2 separate regions of the Mus musculus genome follow, and region 2 is linked to region 1. Evidence: chromatin contacts called from public Micro-C data. All regions are on one chromosome and are shown on one strand. Each heading gives the region's core, a stretch centred on a gene start, on an enhancer-like site or on the middle of the called end of the contact. The rest is flanking DNA. Distances are from core to core; before and after follow the strand shown.

Region 1 (3,163 bases), core at 189-2,688:
TGGCTGAAATGAGAGAAAAGGAACAACCTCCACGAGGCTTGGGAAGAGAAAAAGGCTGATGTGATGAGACCTTTCTAGAAGAAAAAAAAAAAAAAAAAAACAATGTCACCTGGTGGCCTATTCCAGGTTCCCACTCAGAAGGGGGCAGTGTTTACAAATCCAGAGGTTGGGGGTGGAGCCTGGCTACAGACAACGAAGTATGAAACTGGCACCATTTTGCCAAAAAAGCTCACCTGCTTCACCGCCTCCTCCCCAAAGTCCGAAGGATCAACTTTGTCACAGTAATTAAAAGCTATCTTACTCTCTAACAGAGAGAGCCTACGATTACATAATGCTGGTCTTGTGACTACAATGCCACGATTCTTCACCCTTGGCCCCTCAGGCGTCGCAGAAAGGTGAGGCCCAGCCCTGGCAACCCCTATCCAAGGTACCAGTGAGAAAAGGCTAGGGAGCCAGACGCCCAGCGATCCTTTCCTAGGGAGGTGGGGGGAGGGGGCGGAGCTGGGCCTCCAGATAAAAGGATGGCCAAAGGGCCCCAAGCCAGCTTCCTGAGTCACGAGCCAGGAGCTCCTGTGAAAAACGCAAAAGGAGCACTCCAGGACAGTTCTCAACCTCTGTCCCTGGTCTTGCGACAAAAAAAGAAAAAAAAGGGGGGGGGGGCTAAGCCTCCAAATGACACGGACCGCCCTGCACCATTCTTTAACACGTACAAACGTTATTGCCTCGTTTCGGATTTCCAAAGGGACCGTAACCCCTCGTCCCAAAACACCGCCCCCACCATCTTTTCCTCTAGCGGGCAGGGACCCCCGAAGGGCAGCACCTGGGAAATGAGAAAGCATCCACCTCCCCGCCGCCCTCCGGATCCGCAGGCCGCAAGCCGGTCCTCCGCCCTCCCCCGCCAGGCCTGGAGAGGCGCCGGAGTGACCCGGCGACCTCGCTGCAGGAAGGACGCCCCGAAGGGTGGCGGCGGGAGGAGCCGCGTCGAGCCCGAACCCGCACTGGCTGCCCGCGCTCCCCGGACCGGAGAGGCCTCCGTGCACCACGGCTGGCTCCCCTCCCCGGGGCTGCGGGGCCTCCAGCCAGGGCACGAGGGTCTCCAGAGCCTGGGCCGAGTCGAGCGAGGGCTGCCCCCCGGGGCCCCAGCTCACCGTCACGCAGGCGAGTCCGCACAGGCCCCTGGGGAGCAGCGCTGGGCTGAAGCAAAGCTCGAGCAGGGGCGGTGTCCCCTGGGCTCGTCCTGCAGCAGCAGCCGCTGCCGCCGCGGTATCCCCCTGCTCCCGCAGCCCCGGGGCCGAGCGCTCGCACTGCTGGTCGCCCTCCGAGCTTCCCCGGACGCCCGCGCTCCGCCTCGTGCCACCCGGCCGACCGCCTGTCTCGGCTGATACCTCGCCGTCCGCTCCGCTCCGCCGCTGAGCGCGGCCGACGCGCGGCCCTGAAATAGAGCCCCGCCCCCGCCCCCCTGCCGCGCGCGCCGCCGTCCGCGCTCCCCATTGGCTGCGCCCGCCCGGCCCCGCACTGCGGGCTTCTCCCCGCGCCGCTCTCGCTCCACATCTTGTTTCGTCCCACAATGCCTCGGGGCGGAGGAGGGGGTGGGGAAGGGGAGCTGGAGAAGGTGGGGGGAGGGAGCCGTGGCCTTAGGAGGAGAAAAGAGGACGCATACCCTGTCTGCCCAGGCCCGGAGAGGCCTGACTCGGGAGGAATACATTCCGCCCAGAAAGGAAAAGGGAGAGAGGCGTGGAGAGTCCAGTGCCAAGGAAAAAAGAATGGAGGGATGGAGATTTCAGACTCAGGAGAGAAGGGTCCCAACTTTGGAAAGAGGCAGGATAGGGTATTAGAAATCACCAGGGACAGAGGAAAATTCATTTCCCTAGGCTGGCGACACTTGAGAGAACTGTCAAGCCCCATGGTGAAATAAAGGCAACAGTCCTCAAGACCCCCCCCCCCCCGCGCCCCTGCTTTCACATTCGCTTTTGCTTCTAACTCAACCTTTGTTCACGAATCTTGAGACCTTTCTGCCTATCCATAGCTGGAACCCTAAGTACACTATCATCAAAAATACCGGAGGTACAGCCTCTACCGTTCGGGTATGGCCTTTGGGGGATAGAGGTGCGAACCATTTCTCGGGGACTCCTGTATGAGCTGTGAGGTATCTTTTAAAAAACGACTTCACCCATAGCCCTCAAATATAGACAACACACTGGGGGGAGGTGTCACACTCCTTTAATCTCAGCACTTGGAAGACTGAGGCAGGCAGATCTCTGAGACAGCAGCCCGGTCTACAGAGTGAGTTCCAGGACAGCCAGGGCTACACAGAGAAACCCTGTCTCAACAAGACAAAAAACAAAGTGTAGACAAACACAGATTCAGACCCCTTGCCAGGTCAGCTCCTTTAGACCACACATGGATGGCAGCCTTTAAAGTTCAGGAAGCAAACATTGGTGTGTGTGTGTGTGTGTGTGTGTGTGTGTGTGTGTGTGTGTGTGTGTGTGTGTGTGTGGTGTTACAGAAAAAACATCGGGATTTTTCTTCCTAAGCTTTCATTCACAAAGGGGCTATCTAAAATCTTCAGTGGGAGGTCAAATATTCTGGCCTCGGTGGACGTTAGGAAATTGCCTAGCATAGCTCCTGTGTTCACCTCTTTCTCTCCCCTCACCTAAACCATGAGAAGTCAGACTAGTCCTGGCCTTAGCCTGCCCTGTTTGGGAGTATCATAATTTAGTGTTCATTATGTGTCCAGGACAACTTGGAAAACTGTCCCCTCAGGCTTCTCCATTCCATAGCTCTGTCTTTTTCCAGTAAGGGACTCAGCCAAGCTAGGCCTGGGGTATCCCTTCATCCAGGGGGTATTCTGATGTCAGCCTGTGTTAATGAATGAGGGGTGGGGCACATGTGGGGAGGGGTGAGAGGACAGATTGTAGAGTTCTTGTGGAGAAAACTCTTAGGAAGTTCTTGGAGAAAGAGCTAATATCCTCTTTCCCCAGCCTTCATTAGCTTCTAAGATCTGAAGGTCACAACTACGATATAAGATTGTATACAAGATGTCCATTGCCCAAGGACATCTAACGGAGGGAACAAGTGGAAGCACACACTCTACTTGCTTCCTTCCTGATGTGTCTTGATACAAGCCAACACTCAAATGATCTTTTTCAAGGGCACACAACAG
Region 2 (3,184 bases), core at 418-2,917, 250 kb before region 1:
GACTTTGTGACCTTACAATATTGTAAGCAAATACTGAACCTTGGAATGTGTGCATACACGTGCATGCACTCACAGGAGTGTGAGGGCAGCCTAATCGATACAGCAAGTGCCAGGACAGCCCGAGCTACAGAATAAAGACTTTCAAAACAAACAAACAAACAAACATACAAACAACAAGGGCCTCTCACTTGAACTTGCCTGGAGTCCCTGGGATCTGCCTATCTCTGGCCCCCAGTGCTATGGTTAGAGTAGCAGACCATCAAATCCCACTTATATGTGGTGGGTCCTGAGCCAGCTCCTCAGCAGGATACCTGCCTTTTACCATAAATAAAATGATCCTCCTTCAGAGATGATAGAAGGCTTACATGAGATAGCACAGTGAAAATGTATTCCAAACTGAAAAGAGATTTCCCGGTGCTAGAAAGTATCTAAAACCCAGTCACTGAACCCCATGTGGATGCAGTTTGGGATAAAGCCTAGAATCAGTCTTGCTGTCCCTCAGTTTCAATGAGAAGGGCTGGAAGGACAGAACAGCGGGATTGCAACTATTTATATCCCAGCGCTCCAATTCAGATAAACACAAATGACCAGGCTTTTGCCTACATTCCAAGAGCCTTTGCTCTGTTCACACCGCACCAGACCTCGTATTTCTGTATGGTTTGCTCAGGATATTATCTCGGTGCCATTTAAGGAGACAAGGAGGAATTTTGTGTCCTACACAGTAAGCACATTGGCAGCTGGGGTGGGGTTAGAGTATGAGAAGTGAGATACCTAATCCACAGATGTTCCCATGGAATTATGTCTAAATGTGCCGAGAGTTTTACAAAGCGTAAATTATGAGCCAGGCGCGCAATCGAGAGGCTTTTAGGAGGAATTAAATACGCGTTTCCCTCTATCCAACACGCCTCCCCTTTCCCCGTCGGCACGGCTCAAGCTAGCATTCCTGGGGACCGCAAACGAAACCCTATCACGCTCTCCCAGTTACAAGAAGGGGTGGGGCCTCGTCGGGTTTTTGTCTCTGCAGGCGTCCAGAAAGGCAAGACTCATTGCCTCGAGCCTTAAAACAACCTAGCGCGAAGCGGCGGGCTTGTATTCTGAGCATTCCGGACACTGAGACGAGGGGCTTGTGTCAAAAAGTCAAATACCCGGGCGTGGTGGTGCGCGCCCATAATCCCAGAACTCCGAAAGTGAAGGCAGGAAGATCAGGAGTTCAAGATCACCGTCCCGTACTCAGAGGCCAACTTAGGAATTAGCATTGTCTCAATAAATGAGCAAACAAAATAAAACAAGCAGACAAAACAATCTAGGTTTTCCTCGGGAGTCTGAAGAGCACTCAGGCCAGAGCATTTTGGGCTCCATCAAAAGGCCCGCGTCGCGAGGCGCAGTCCCGCCAGTCGCCCCGCTCCACGCTTCCTGCGCATGCTCCAACCTCCCCCAGCTGCCCCGCCCCTACGGGCGCATCAGCTCCCAGCGCGCGCGCCGTCTTCCGCTCGCTCTCGCGAACCAGGTGACGGGCGCGCGCGCGGCCCAGGTGACCGGGCGGCCCCGCCCAGCGCTCCCGCGGGAGGAACCATCTTCTCCACGGGGAGGGAGGGGCGGGGCCTGCGATGGCCGGCACCGGAAGCGGAAGCTGCGTGCCCGACGCGTCTGGCATTCTGGGTAATGGTCTGTTTACTTCCTGCGGCTGGAGGAACCTGTGTTGTCGTATCGGTGAGGATGGCCCTGGAGACGGTACCAAAGGACCTGCGGCATCTGCGGGCTTGTTTGCTGTGCTCGTTAGTCAAGGTGTCCGTTGGGGCCTTGGTTGTAGGAGCGATCGGGGAGGCGAAACGGGAGAAAGAGGGTGAAATGGGGCCAGACACAGGAAAGGAAGGCTCTGAGATTCGGGGAGTGGGAAGCCCGAAAGCCTAAGGGAGCCGTTGTTTCCGTCCACGGAACGCGAGCCGGGTGGCTGTGCCTACTGGGGGCTGCGTTGCAGTTCTCGGCATAACTGAGCACAAGTTTGTCTCCCCGACAGACGTTCGGTGAACTTGCTGTGGTGGACTGGAAAGACACTAGGAGCCAGAGCAGCCGAGAGAGTAGCAGGAGAGGGTACCTGACCCCAAAGAGGCTAGAAAATATGTAAGCTGAATTAGGGACGCGAGCAAAAAGGTATGAGGGTGGAGTTTAGGAACAGTTTGGAGAGGAGAGGGTGTTGGGTTGTATAGAAAACGAAGAGGTTGGCTTTGTTGAAATATTAAGGCGTTGTTCATGCTCATACTTGCTTTTTTTTTTTCTTTCCAGACTATAGACCAGTTCGAATATGATGGGTGTGACAATTGCGATGCATACCTACAAATGAAGGGCAACAGAGAGATGGTTTATGACTGCACCAGCTCTTCATTTGATGGGTAAGCCCCTTTCACGCGCCTTTGTTTACTTCTGCACCCAGAAAGTTAATATGGGATAGATTTTTGAGGTCATAAGACTAGCTGGTCTCAGCAGTTCTGAGAGCTAGTCTATGTGTCCAGCCCAGTAGCTGTAAACTTTTGTAGTGTAAGACCCCCTTTCGGGGACCCCCGCTCTAGTCTCAGGAGTGTGAGAGCACCCAAAGAAACACGAGGACCCATCTTGCTGTAATTACATGAGGACGTTTAATTACGGAGCTCCGGACCGACATGTATCCCACACAGGAGATAACGGATGCCGGCCACGAGGCTCGAAAGCTTGGGGGTTTTATGGGGTAAGGGGCTTAGGGGTGTGGAATTGAGCATAGCGACACACTATTGGCTTATTCAAACATTAACAGAAAGATTACATGTACGTGCAGGGTGTCAGAGTTCTGTGAGTAGTTGACTCAGTTCAGATAGCCCTGTTATGTCCTCACATTCCCCTTTATCTTATGGTCAAGATGTTCCCAGGAATGTTTTAACTATGGGGCATACCCAGGTTTGTTTTTCTCTTTTCTCAGCCCCAGGCAGCCTCTAGGCTCACAAACAACCAGCAATTTCTGAGTACTTTATATGACTTACAGGTCTTGAAATTTCATCTTTCTTTCAGTAGCTACTGAGTACTTGACATGTGGCTAGTTCAAATTCGAATATGCTTAAGTGTCAAATACATACCAGCAAACAAAGATTCAGGGTGAGGAAAAAGGATGTCAAATGATCTGAATTTTTAAAAGATTAGTTAAATATTGAAACAA

Evidence for each region. Hi-C and Micro-C count contacts between places; a contact is called where the count stands out from the background.
Region 2: a Micro-C map of embryonic stem cells shows a contact between it and region 1, with 4 times the contacts expected there. The contact joins the promoter of Supt4a here to the promoter of Dynll2 in region 1. A contact is called at or near these places in 2 of 39 promoter capture datasets (cranial neural crest and embryonic stem cells), 2 of 484 Hi-C or Micro-C datasets (both in embryonic stem cells), 1 of 115 datasets of contacts at active chromatin or transcription factors (bone marrow-derived macrophages) and 2 of 9 other capture datasets (adipose tissue and pancreatic islet).

What each region holds. Positions count from the first base shown.
Region 1 is chr11:87,986,095-87,989,257 of GRCm38.p6, forward strand. Dynll2 (dynein light chain LC8-type 2) reads right to left here and starts at 1,439. Exons shown (of 3, transcript NM_026556.4): 1 at 1,149-1,439.
Region 2 is chr11:87,735,884-87,739,067 of GRCm38.p6, forward strand. Supt4a (SPT4A, DSIF elongation factor subunit) reads left to right here and starts at 1,668. Exons shown (of 5, transcript NM_009296.2): 1 at 1,668-1,785; 2 at 2,284-2,390. The coding sequence starts at 1,717.